2 separate regions of the Anser cygnoides genome follow, and region 2 is linked to region 1. The links are chromatin contacts, called in public Hi-C maps. All regions are on one chromosome and are shown on one strand. Each heading gives the region's core, a stretch centred on a gene start, on an enhancer-like site or on the middle of the called end of the contact. The rest is flanking DNA. Distances are from core to core; before and after follow the strand shown.

Region 1 (6,755 bases), core at 3,128-5,627:
GCGGCTGTTGTGAAAACAGGGAAGACAGAGGCAGAGAGGAAAGACTGTGAAAACACACACAGAGACATCACACCTAACCACGGTTTCTTTTATTACCATCAATCTTTTTTTTTATTTATTTTTTATTTTTTTCCTTAAAAATCAAGCCTGTTAATGTCCCACTGGGAAGGGACCGTGCTGACATTTTCACGTGTCCGTGGCTTGGCAGCAGTGTGCCGTGCACAGGGCAGCAGTGCAGTGGGAGGTGAGTGTCCTGTACTCAGCGGCCACAAGCAGAAGCCCCAGCAGGGCTAAGAGTGGGGCACGCAAATTTGATATTTCCCCTTACAACTTTCTCAACTCCATTCTGCCCAGGGGACTTCTCGGCCAGACGCAGTTTCTGCCCAGTAATGCTCTTCCACACACCCCTTGAGTCCATACAGACACTTAGCGCCCTTTGCTAACTAGTTGTGCTGCCCAACCATCATGTCCTCTGATCCGGTTTTAAAGCCTGCCTCCCAGCAGACTTGTCCTTGTTTGTCTTTCCCTGAGCCTTTTCCTGTTCCAGTCTCCTTCATTTTGTTCTCTCCACCTTTCCTCAAAGCTTTTCTTTTTTGTTCCTTGCTAAGCTGACATTTTCAGTGTCAGGATGCCGCTCCTAAGTGTAAGGCCCAGCTCAGAGCAGTTTCTGTTTATTTCCCTGCTGGCATCACTTTTACAGTCACATACACTCAGTGGCACCTGCTATTTTATTGCTCAGTCCCGTAAGACACCTTTGAACCCTTCACAGCCTCCTGCCATGCTCCCCAGGACAAGTAACTCACCAAACACATCACCAAACACAGCCACCTCACCACTCACAACCCGGTTAGGACATTGGTGATGAATGGCAGAGTTTCCAGCACCAGTCGGGCAGAATTTCACCTGCAGACACTGTGGAACAGTTCCCCTATTCCCACACGTGGACAGAGGAGCACAGGGTGGCAGTCCCCCAGAGACAGCCCTGGTCACCCCATCAGCATCCTGGCCCACCTACCGCCTCCACTGCTGGGCTGCTCACAGCCTCTGCAGAGATTTTCCTACTCTCTTGATGTTACAGGCAGAGCTGTTAGGGTAGGAAGCCAGACCCAGATTTCTTATTTTTATTTTTATTTTAAAAGCCAGTTGCAAATTCCAGGGATAAATTCTTGAAATCAAACATGATCACTTCTTGCCAAGGGGCAAAGCAGAAGTAGCTAATGGTATCAGAAACCTCCCAGGTCAGCAGAGCTGATGTCAGTTTGATGGGAAGTATGTTAATCCATCTGTTCATGACCTTGCTAGACCATATACAGAGACCTGATAATTTACCCACACCACACTCATTTTAAGAATGCAAAGATCCAGCTCAGCCCTGGAAAATACTCTTCAGAACCTTCCTCAGGTGGGGAAGGGAAGCAGCAGGGGAAGGTGGCACAGCCAGCAGCAGCCTTGGCTGCCTGGCTCTCGGGTGCCTCAGTGGCAGCCAAGGCAGTCGCTCAGAGCCCGTGGGGCAAACCCAGATCTGGGAAGCCCAGACATGGTCTCTGGTGCAGCCAAACCCCTCTAGCCCCTCTTTGCCCTGATGTTCTCCTCCCAGATTTCTCCTCCCCAGCTCCTACAAACCCCAGCACATTTCCAAAGCAGCTCTGTGTTGCTGTCCTACACCTGCCGCCAGTTTTCCTCTGTGCAAAAGCACTTGATTTACCTCTTTACACCCAGTGGGGGTGGAACTGGTTCCAGAGATGGAGCAGGACCTAGAGCAGCTGTAAGCAAACATGCTTTGTAAGGCATTTCCTGAAAGGCAGTCAGCCTTGGGGCGCTGCACATTTTTCAAGCCTAAAACAGCAAAAAGCCCAAAGCAGAAACATTATCTGTACTTTTCAGTGACCCCTCCAGAGCTGCTATTTCCTGCTCACTTTCTGGCCTGGAAGAAGTTGGGAAATGGAGAGTGTGATCTCTCTGACGGCACTTGCCCAGGTCCATAGGGTGGGACCACAGGGAATCTCCTGGACGGCAAAGTGTTAACACATACCTGCTGAGCTGTCCTTTAAAAGCCATTTGGATGGCCCTAACTGAGTTAGCATCCAACGCAGGATGTCACTGGGCTGTTCATCTGGGCTCACCTGCATCCAGGGAAGCTTTGAGATGCTGGCCAGAAAGTGCGCTTCCTTGGGTCCAGGATTTATCTGGTGGCCAACTGCAAAACCTGTTGGTGTGGCTCTGTCAAAGAAATCGGCAGAAATAAGTGTTTGTGGATTTATACCATTCCATCTGTCCTGCAAACACAGGGCTGGGAACAGGTGATGTGTGAAAGGAGAGATGCTGGCTATTATGCTCTTCTAGAAAGATCATGACCTCAGGTGTCAGGGGTTCCCACAGCCACTTGCACAATAGCTAGGAGGGACAAAAGTCTGTTACCAGATCTCATCGGGGCAATGATTTTTGGCCATTCAGTGCCAGAGTATCCCCACTACCTGAGAGTGAGGAGAGCGTGACAGTGGGGCTGTCCTGGGGGGGTAGGATGAGGCAGGAGCTGCAGGTGCTGTCCCTGATGGAGCACAGCCCCACAGCATGCAAGCGAGGTGGCAGTGGTGGCACAGGCAGCCTCTGCTGATAGCCCTGCACAAGGTGAGCTGAGGGGTAAGGTTCAGCCTGGGGGAGCCCAGGAGCAGCAGATGGAGGCTGAACGAGAGACAAGGTGGCAGCATAGGTCCAAGGTCCATCTGGGAGACAGGACTGGGGACAAGTCTACCTACAATGTAAGTCCGAGGTCCATCCATGTGCCGTAAGTTTAGAGAGGGACAGAGAGAGACACAAAGATAAAACCAAAGATTGAGCCTGCCTGCCTGAACTGACCTTAAACACAACCCAAAATGCCACAAGCAGGGGGTGGAGGTCCCAGGTGAAGTTGGTCAGGGCCATTAATACCCACTGGTGCTCGCAGGGCCCTGGCAGCCATTCCCCTCACATCCCTCTCTTCTGAAGTGCTTTGGGTGCTGTGGGTCACCATCAGGCTGTGTCAGGGTGACATGGAGCCATGGCAGGGACACGGCATGGGCCTGTGGGGCTGGGACAGAGGTAGGGAGTCAAGAAGAGGCTGGGTGGGGAGCTGGAGTGGGAGCCAGTGATGAAGACTAAACAGTGATGGGGTGATGGGGTGCAGAAACCCAGACAAAGCGAGGGGATGAGGGGATGGACCCGAGCCATGAGCCTAGCAGGGCTGGACAATAGAGGATGCCTGGTGCAGGGCACAGCAGTCCCTCTTGCTCCCACCCCCACCCCCCCAATTTCTTTGATCCTTCTTATTTCTGCCACATTTGTTTCATCGAGATCTTTCCAAGATCTCAAAGCTCAGCCAAGAGCCGAGTGTTTGAAAACCAGTCTTCCATTTACTCAGAGCTTTCTGTGCAGTTTTATCTTTACCAACTCTGAAGGTCCGAATGGCTGGGCTGCCTGATCTTTTTATTTGCAAAGCTTCTCAAAGTGAAGCTGAAGTGAAGCTTCTCCACTTCTCGAAGTGGAGCAGTTTATCAGGTGTTCCTGTTCACAAACACGGGACACAAAACAAACCCAACCCAGATGATGCCCAGTACATCGCAGCGATAGGGAGACAAGCCAAGGTGGCTGTTAGAGGGAAAGCTGCTTTCCTTCAGCATTACCCTGCCCCATCTTGTGGCAAGGATCAGCAAAACCTCCAAGAGCAGCAGTGGCATTCTGCCTGCTCTGTGGGCACCAGGGTGGCTTTCCTGGAGCACTGAGCACGGGGTGTCCAGGGCGGGTCTTCTCCTGCCCTGTGTGCCCGCTTTAGGTGTCCTGTCTTCTCTCGCAGCCCCTCTCCCAGCCGTGGACCAAGCCCCACCACCAAGCCACGTCCCTCAGTGCCACATCCACGCCTCCCTTAAACACCTCAGGGACGGGGACGCCACCGCCTCCCTGGGCACCCGCTTCCGATGGAGAAATGAAGAAACCCGTCCTGGCATCCAACCCAAACCTCCCCGCCACAACTTGATGCCGTCCCCTCACTGGGGCCGGTCCTCTTTAATATCTTTATTGAAATGAGGGCGTCGTGCACCCTCAGACGATGACACCAAGCTAGTGCCCTGCTCGAGGGCAGGAGCTCTGAAGCTGGAGGCTGGAGCGATGGGCTGAGGTCAACTGCATGAAGTTCAACAAGCCAAGTGCCCCTGCACCTGGGCTGCAACAACCCCAAGTACAGAGATGAGTGGCTGCTGCAGAAGGACCTTATTGGTGGATAGTCGTGAATATGAGCGAGTGTGCCCAGCATCTGCTTGTATAAGAAGCAGCCAGCAGGTCTATGATCCCCTGTGGCTCTGGTGAGGCCGCACCTCGAGTACTTGGGGGCCCCTCGCTACAGCATGGACGTGCTCGAGCGAGTCGAGAAGGGCGACCAAGCTGGTGAGGGGTCTGCCCGAGGAGCGGCTGAGGGAGCTGCTTGTTCAGCCTCTCAGGGGCGAGCTCTCGTCCTGCTGTAAAGAGGTGGGGGTTGGTCGGTGCCTGGTGACAGCGAGGGGGAATGGGCTAAAGTTGCGGGGGAGGGGGATCTTCTTTACCGAAAGGGTTATTAAGCATTGGAACGGGCTGCAGGGAGGTGGTGGAGTCACTCCCTGCCTTTAGATGTAGAGCTTAGGGATATGGTCTTAGTGTTAGGTCTTCGATGATCTTGAGGTCTCTTCCAACCTAGAGAAATCTGTGAATCTGTGAATCCCGGGGCTGCCCCGGGGGCGGAGAAGCGGAGGCGGCTGTGGGCGCACGTAGTGGCACCTAGGTGGCAGCTCCGTATGCGCATCGCCTTGCGGGTCAGGGCGGTGGGGCGCACGTAGTAGGGCACGTGCACGGGACGTGTAGGGCATGCATGGGGCAGGGGCAGCCGCTGTGCCCGGGGTGCGGGGAGGGGGGGAGGCAGGGCCTGGGGATGGGGCTGAGGAGATGTGGCTGCGGCGTGACCCGGTGACCTTCAGCGCGGCAGGGTGGCCTCGGGGCGCGAGTGGGGAGATCCCGAGTGAAATCAAAAGCTTTGTGTGGTTGCTGTGCCCTGAGGGAGGCTTGTTCGGCTCTCGCTGAGGTCTGCGGGCGGCTCTGTGCTTGGCTGAGCGGAGCTCGGCAGCGTGCCGCAGGCAGCTCCCGCAGGCCAGGTGCGTGTTTCTGTGCACCTTTACCTTCGGGAGCTGTCTCGTGCAGTGCTGCAGCTGTTTCTTCCCTGAGAGGCTGGGAGAAGGTCTAATGCTAATCTCTACCCAACAATGAACAAAAATGCAAACAAAAACCTGCTGTAGGATTTCACTTGTGAATGCAGGGCACGTCAAGTGACTGTGGCCTTCAGTAAGTCAGAGAAGCTTCACCAATTCCTTAGATTCAGACCAGAGTCTTGGCAGAGCTCCCTTGCCTCAAGCTTTAAACACACTGGGATTTGTTTCATGTTTTCTGGCTTATCAGTATTGCATTTTGTGAATAGCTTTTCAGCCTACGTACTGCTTCAGCTGCAACAGCAGCGCTCACTGCACTGTATGAAAATTCCTTGTGTTAGATGTGTGTACTTATCTTCCTGCCTGCGCAGGTCTGAAAAATCTGCTCTTTCAGCATGCCTCATTTGGTTAAGAGTGACATAATCTGTTAATTTTATTGCTGTGTTTTTTTTCAGGCAAGAATTCACATCAGCCCTACACGGAATTTGCAGTATGGTTGGCTGGCTTACATATTGGGAGAAAAAACTTCTAAAAAGCTCAATGAATATAGCAAAATCTTTACAGTGGAGGGCAGCTTACGTTCTGGGAAGGGCAAGCTCGCACAACAACTAGCGGAAAAATTAGGTACATCTTACTTTCTTTGTAATATTTAATATAATGTGATAGTGTAATTGTGATTCCTGTGTGAAGGAATTTAGTTCACCAAAACAGCAATTCTTGACTAGGAAATTATTAGGTAATGCTGCAGTTAATGTGAAGGGTATCTAGATAAAGGCAGAATAAAATGTTGGTGAGTTTTGAGATGAGGACAGGGCGCTTGTTGTATCTGTGGAGTGAATAGGTATTGTTTGTTGTGAATGAGATCTTAGCTCTAATGAGGTCATTTTGCTCATCTGAGCTCCTAGGTCACTGAGCACATTAAGAGGTTTGTAGGTTGTGTTTTCTGTGCGTGCGGACTCAGAGCATCATGTTGAATAGAGGACTGGTAGCAAAAAAAAAAAAGTTCTGCTGAAACTGATAGCTCACCTCTCATCGTGGAGGTGGAGCAATAATAAAACCTAATAACTATGATTTGTCCCCCTTCTCTGAGGTGGCTGGCCATAGGATTTTGAGCTGTTTTCAAGTACAGATTAAAGCAGACATATGTACTTAAATGAACTGACTAGGAGATACTTACTGTAAAGAAACAAAACTTACTTTGGTGTTCTGTTTGGGGTTTCTTTTTTTTGTCAGGAATGAAATACTTCCCAGAAGCAGATATCCATTATCTAAACAGAATCACAGGAGACGGAACATTGCTGGATGAGAAATTTAATGGTTTCTGTAACCTTGAGAGATTTTACAACGATCCAAAATGCCCTGATGGACACTCATACAGACTGCAGTCTTGGCTGTTTGGTAACCGTGTTTTACAGTATGCTGATGCATTGGAACATCTGCTGTCCACAGGTTAGATTTTACAGTAAATAAATTTCATTTTTATATTAACTTGAGTGAAAGCTCTGACCTTGAGATAGCTAAGCTGTTTTGAAGTATTTTGCTAGCGTCGGC
Region 2 (6,755 bases), core at 1,769-4,268, 130 kb before region 1:
TGCGGTCACTCCTGGAGGGAAAACCCAGCTCCTTTGGGGACACTCGGAGTTTCTGTGGTAAGAAGGAGTTAGAAAAGAGGGGCCATGGCGGGGTGAGAGCCTGCCTGTGAGGGACTGGGAAGGGAGGGGGAAGCGCTACGTGTTCCCCTCCCGAGGCTCTCTGCAGGGCCAGCTTGGGGACCCCACGCAGGCAGCAGCGCCTGCAGTGCCCCGCTGCAGCACACGGGGGCTGGCACACCCACGGGTGGGCGGGAGTGGGCTTCAGCCCCGAAATGAGCCCATGCTCTCCTGGGGCCTCCGCACAGCCCAGGGAAACAAGACGGGGTCCTGGCTGCACCCGGAGCGTAAGGGCTGAGCATCTTCTGACCCACCCCGAGGGCGCTGGCACTGGTTTTGGCACCTGCCTGGAACTGCGTGGCAGAGCTGCACCTCCACAGTTTAAACACAAGTTCGGGCAGGGCTTTCCCCATCACATCCTCCCAGATGGAAATAAATCCTCCTAGAACGCGCGGGTTAGCTCACAGGGATTTGGGGTGCCTTCCTCACCTCCCACGGGGCTCTCCATCCCCAGGGCTGCGACCCCGGGACGCGGGGCTCTGCGCCATTCCCGGGGGGCCATGCAGCATCCGCACCGGGGTGGGGACGCTCTGCAGCGCTGCGGCTGGCGGAGGAGGCGGGATGCCCGACCACCTAGGGTGCTCGGAGATGTGTGCTCCAAAAAACAGGGGTCCAGGCCCTCTTCCTCCCCCCTGCGCCAAGGCCTGGGCAGCATTGGCCCCAGCTGTGGGTGCGGCGAGGAGTTTGCTCGGCGGGCACTTGGAGATGCAGAGCGGGGGGCTCGACGTGCCTTCGTTGCCCACCCGAAAAGCAGCAGCACAGCATCCCTGCCACCACCCGTCGCAGGGCCCACGCGTGCTTCCCCCTGCAGCGGCGTGGGGACAGCGCTTTGGGGCTTGTTTGGAGCTGCCCTCGCCGAGCCAAGCAGCGTGCCGGGATGGGATCCGGGGCCAGCAAACTCCGAGCGAGCGGGAGGTGGCACGGCCCCGGCGGGGACACGGCGGGGCCGGGGGTCGGGGACACCTTCCCGGAGCGGTGCTGCCCGGGGAGGGCATCCTCGTCCCGGCGGAAAGCAGGGGGCTGCCCCCGCACCTTGCCCACGGGGGACCCGCCACCCCCAGACCCGGCACCCCCGGGGGAGCAAAGTCCCGGGGAAGGGGGGAATTCCTACCTGCCCCCCGGACGGACGCACGGACGGACGGACGGACGGACGGAGCGACGGCCGGGCGGGCTCTGGAGAGGCGGGGAGGGCTGGGGGCTGCAGGAGGGGCCGGGAAGGGAGGAGAGGGGCAGGGGAGCGGGGGGGGGGAGGCTGGGGAAGGGGCCGGGGGGGGGGCGGCCGGGCGCGGCGGGGCTGGCTCCGAGCGCGGCGGCAGCGGGAGCTGGGTGCGCCCTGCCCGGCCCCGCAGGCCCTGCCCACCCCGGCGAGCTGAGCCCCCCCGTCCTGCCGCTCTGCCTGCCCGCTGCATGCCCGGCCCTCCCCTCCCTGCCTCCCGGGGACCGCCACCGGCAGCCCGGCAGGGCGGCGGGGGACGCCGGCCCTTCGCTCCCAGGGGGTGCTGACCCGTGCTGATGGAGCCGGGGGTGCCCCCGCTCCCCTGGGAGCTGGCGGTGGTGGGGCGATGCTGCTGAGAGCCGGCCGCTGGGCTGAGTGGGTGGGGGGCACGGGCGGTGCTGCAGGGGGTCCCACCAGCGTCCCCAGGGTGCTGCTGTGTCCCCGGCTGGTGCAGGGGGCACGCACCCGGGGGCTCCTGATCCCAGGTCCTGCAGCACGGAAGAATCATGGAACGGCTCGGGTCGGAAGGGGCCTTAAAGGTCATCTAACTCCAACCCCCTGCCACGGGCAGGGGTGCCACCCAAGGGAGGGACCTGGCCCTTACAGATAACCAACAGCCCCAACAGGCCTCTCTCATCTCTTTCAAAGGGATGAGGTAAAACAAGAACTCCCCGGGGAAGCCTCTGTGCAAACCTCAGTTTCTCCCGGGCTGCTGTTCAAGCCATCACGCAGCACCGTGGCAAAGCCAGAGCCCTGGCTGCAGGAAGGGCAGGGGACGGGGGCTGCCCGGCAGGGGATGCACCCACCCGGCACGTCCCACACCCAAACAACACATCCCGGCTCTGTCTGCTTGGCTGAGAAAAGGAGGGGAAAAAAGCTAGGCAACTAAATTTAGCAGGGGTTACTGGGACATCCCCACGGGAGGCCCCTGGGTGCAAGGGGGTCTGCCCCCCCAGGCTGGGTGCTGCAGGGCAGGGGGGCTGCAGCAATGCCCAGCCTGGGCCCCCAGTTCCGTGCTGCCAGGCGGGTGCAGGGGTATAAATATTTCAGCGGAGTAGCCGAGGCCTGTCAGGTCGCATTTGCTTCTGGCAGAGTAACTGCGAGGGAAGGGGGCGGGAGGATGCTCTCCGGCTCGCTCCTGCGTCACGTCCCGGGAGAGGGGGCACAGGGGGGCACCAGCCCCGGGTCCTGCTCCTGGGGGGGGTCTCCACCTCCTCCTCGTTCGCCTCTAAGCGTGCTCTTTCCTCCGGGCCCGGTGCAGGGCCATGGTTCGGTTCCTGCTGTGCTGACACCCGGGTCTCACCCCCCTGATGCCCCTGGGGGCTGCTGGGGGCAGCAGCGCGGGCAGGGCTGTCCCGCAGGCTGGCAACGCGGGGGGCAACGCTTGGGAAATGCCCGTTTCTGGCTTCCTCCGGGTGACGCTGCCAGGGATGGGGCTTCGCACATAGCCCCGTTTATAGGGTTACCGGTGTGCCACGCGCAGCCCGGAGGCCGCGGCGGGTGGGCGGCACGGCCCGGGGGCAGCGGTCGGTGGGGAGGGGACAGGGCAGCCCTGCCCTCCCGCTTCCTCCTCCTCTTCCTCTCGTCTCCTCCTCCCCTTCCTCCTGCCTTCTGCACTCTGGGGCTTGTAGTCCGCTCGCCGCCGCGCACATGGGGCGCGACTACATTTCCCGAGGGACCCCCAAATCCTCCTCCTCCTCCTCCTCCTCCTCCTCCTCCTCCTCTCTCCTGTCGCGCTCCGGCGGCAGCGGGCCGGCCCCGCCGCCCCCATGCCCGCCGCCCCGCAGGTACGGCCGGGCACCCCCATCGTCCTCTTCTCCCTCGCGCACCCCAAATCCCCCCCGTCACCCGAAGGAGCCCCCCCTGCCCCGACGGAGCGCCCCAGAGGGGTTCCCTCGGCGGGGGCTTTGGGGGGAGCTTTCCCCTCTCCCCTTGCGCAGGTTCCCCCGGACCGTGCCCCCCGTACCCCCCGTGTCCCCCGGCCAAGGTCACCGGGCGATGGCTCCTGCCGGCCCTGCACCTGCGGGCAGAGCCGCTTGGCTCGGGGGGGGGGGGGGGCTGCTGGGGGTCCCCCGAGCCGGGAGCATCCCGCGGGGCCCCCTGGTGCGTGGCGCTGGGGGGATGGAGCCGGGGCTGGGGGCTGCGCGGAGCGGTGTCCGTGCGCCCTGCCGTCCCCGCGGGGACGGTGGCACGGGTGCGGGCAGTCAGCGCAAGGGGACCAGCATCCTCCCGGACGGAGCTCAGCCCCTGCAAGGCGCACGGCCAGCACCTGCTCCCTGCGGGAAGCGGCCCCCTGGGGTGGGCAGCGGGTGCTGGAGGCGGTGGCCGGCCACATCGGCAGCCCAGCGCCGTGACGAGCGCGAGCCGGGGCAGAGTCCAGGCTGCCCGGGCGCTGGGGACGCGGGGCGGGCGCTGCGGGGGGTTTTGCCACTCGCCCCTTGCCCTCCGCGTCTCCGTCCCGCCGTGCGCGGCGTGGCGCGGGCGCTGGCGGGCTGTGGGTGTTGGAGCGCCGCGCTGCGAGCCCCAGCCCCGCTCCCTGGGCTCCGGGTACCGGGTGGGCCTCAGGAAACACGCTGATCCCTCGAGGAACGTCAGGCGTGCCGGAGCAAGCGAGGGCTTGCCGTGCCGCCGGCTTAGTTTTCCTAATTCTGCGTCTGCTTGAGATTAACGGCGTACCCCGGGCTGCGCGTGTGCCTGTGTAAGAGGTAGGTAGGGGCTGTTTGCACAGCTGTGGGGTCTGGGCACGGTGCTGAGTCACCAGCGCCGAAAACCCACAGGAACGCGGCCGACGGGCGAGTCCTGGTGCCGACGTCGGGACCTCTCCAGCGGGGCAAGCCCCGGCCTCGCCGTGCAGGGCGGCACGGGCTGGGACGGGCTGCGGACCCGCGGGTATTTGGGGCCAGGGTGTTTGAGCAACTGCGATCGGTCGTTCCACAATTCATGGGTCATCGGGTTCGTAGACCTTGGTCCGGTGGCATGTGGGTTTTTATCGCTCGACGAGTGCTGCCGGTGAGGCGTGGGAGAGAGGGAGAGGTGCTGCGAGGGCACCGGGGCGTGGGGCTGGCTCCGGCCGAGCACGGCGTCTGCTGCGGGGGCGAGGAGGGGAAAGGAACCTCACCCCCAGCCCGGGTAGCTGCAGGCCCCTCTTCTTTTTCGGTTTTGCACATCCCCTCCCTTGTTTGGGTTTGAAAGGCCGGAAGGAAGGGGAACCACGGGTGTTCGTGGTGAAGATGAATAAGTAGCAAAATCCCGCCTCTAGGAAGACAAAAGCAGGCAGGGAAAGGGCATTTTGGGGTCAGGGATGTTACAGGAGGGGAGTTGGGGAGCTGTGGGGCCGCATGGGATGGAACGAGTGGGCTCTTTGGGGACAGCATGGCTGGGAAAGCAGCTCCTGGACGTGCTTTCCAAAAGCTCGGACGCTCATCCAGGGCCCTGCCTCCCCCAGCCCCATCCCGTGACTGCTAATCGGGCCTCCTGCTTTCCCACTGCCAGATTCAGGGATTTGAGCATTTAATCCTCCATCAGACTGTGAACCTCGTGACAGCCCCAGGGCATTTCTCGCTTCTCCCTGGCCGCTGCCGATGGATGGCCTGAGCATGGCGAGCATCGCCCCTGGCATGCCTGCAGGCACCGCGTGCGGCAGGGGAAGCCGCCTGCCTCCGGTGCCTCTAAAGCCCCAGCTAACATACAGCACGGGCAGCCGCGTGCTGGGCACATGTTAACTCAGTTATTTTGTGCTCGGCTGGGGCTGGCACTGCCCATTCTGTGCCTCTGAGCCTGGTGCTCGGCCGTCTTGCCCTCCCCAGCCCCTGGGAAAACGTGCTGAGCAGCTCGGCCCGAAGGGGAGCTTTGCTCTGGGGAGGGCGCAAAACTCCCCTGGCTTTAAAACAGGAGAGAAGGGAGGTGGCGTGGGTGGGGGAGGATGGGCAGCCCCACTGCAGAGCAGCGCGACGCGTGCATCCGTCAGATCTTTATGTGTGCTTTGAAAACACCGCCCGAACTGGAGGGCCTCCTTCTGCAAAAATAAAGGGTTTTTTTGATCTCTGCGGGCTCCCGATGTTGCAAGAACATCTCCCGGGGCGAGAAGGTAGTGGTATTTATTTGCGTTACTATTACGGAGGAGTTTGATCCTGTGCCAAACGCTGCTCTCTCCCCAGAAGCTGCAGCAGCGTGTCCTTCGATGTGCCGAGGAGTGCCTGCGGCCGGAGAGGAGCAGCCTGGCGCGGCAGCGCCCGCGTAGATGACAGTGCCGGGGCGAGAGCTGCCGTCCCACCGCAGCGCTGCCCAGGCCACCGCCGCCATGCCCAAGCAGGATGACGGCAAGAAGCTGCCCTCGGAGACGGCGCCGGACCAGCGCTGGAAGCTGCAGGTCTTCTACCTGTGCTTCTACGGGTTCATGACGCAGATCCGGCCCGGGGAGAGCTTCATCACCCCCTACCTGCTGGGGCCCAACAAGAACTTCACACAGGAGGAGGTGAGTTGTGCTTCTCCCCCCAGCGCACCCCGTTTTGGCCATGGGCACCCAGGGGCCAGCCAGAGCATCCCCCCACCTGAGTGGGGTGCCGAGGACATCCCACGGCAGCCCTCAGCCCCGTGATCGAGCCGTGCTGGTGGAGAGCAGGGTGGCTGAATGCCCAGTGGTACAGGGTTGGGTAGCTGCTCTCCCCCCTGCACGCCTGGAAGGTGCTTTTGGGGTGCAAGGAGCTTGGCAGGGCAGGAGCCAGGGCACTGCTGGGCTGGTTGTCCCCCCACCGTGCCAGCTGGGGGTGGGGGGGACCCCAAGATGCATGGCCAGGGAGGGGGCAGCGTCGGGGCCTCTGGCAGCGAGGGGGTTAGGCGAGGATCCCCCCTGCCAAGCGGTGCTGGCCCCACTCCCAGCCGCCGTGGGAACGCCGTGTTCCTGGCGCAGCAGGGGGCCGGGGCTCAGCCCGGCCCCTGGCCGAGTGCACAGGGGCCAAATTCCTCCCGAGGAGGGGTCCCAGCCCCGCACTCCTCCTCGGGGCTGGCGGCACCCACCGGGGCCACGTCTCCTGCCCGGTGGCGCTGCGCCCCGCACTCATCCTCCCTCCGCGCGCCGCAGGTGACCAACGTGATCACGCCGGTGCTGAGCTACTCCTACATGGCGGTGCTGGTGCCCATCTTCCTGCTGACGGACTACCTGCGCTACAAGCCAGTGCTGGTGCTGCAGAGCCTGAGCCACATCTCCATCTGGCTGCTGCTGGTGCTGGGCACCTCCGTCCTGGCCATGCAGCTGATGGAGTTCTTCTACGGCGTCACCATGGCCGCCCGCATTGCCTACTCCTCCTACATCTTCTCCCTCGTCGCCCCGTCCCGCTACCAGCGCATGGCCAGCTACTCCCGCTCCGCCGTCCTCCTGGGCGTCTTCACCAGCTCGGTGCTGGGGCAGCTCTGCGTCACGCTG

The links. A called contact is a pair of places that touch in the nucleus more often than the background predicts.
Region 2: a Hi-C map of granulosa cells shows a contact between it and region 1, with 2.1 times the contacts expected there. The contact joins the promoter of SLC19A1 here to the promoter of NDUFA10 in region 1. A contact is called at or near these places in 2 of 7 Hi-C or Micro-C datasets (granulosa cells and liver).

Annotation. Positions count from the first base shown.
Region 1 is chr6:13,080,798-13,087,552 of Taihu_goose_T2T_genome, reverse strand. NDUFA10 (NADH:ubiquinone oxidoreductase subunit A10) reads left to right here and starts at 4,377. Exons shown (of 10, transcript XM_066999341.1): 1 at 4,377-4,416; 2 at 5,637-5,828; 3 at 6,438-6,653. The coding sequence starts at 4,377.
Region 2 is chr6:13,210,213-13,216,967 of Taihu_goose_T2T_genome, reverse strand. SLC19A1 (solute carrier family 19 member 1) reads left to right here and starts at 3,018. Exons shown (of 6, transcript XM_048055553.2): 1 at 3,018-3,120; 2 at 5,491-5,807; 3 at 6,414-6,755. The coding sequence starts at 5,574. PCBP3 (poly(rC) binding protein 3) reads right to left here and starts at 2,873. Exons shown (of 15, transcript XR_010832613.1): 1 at 1,229-2,873.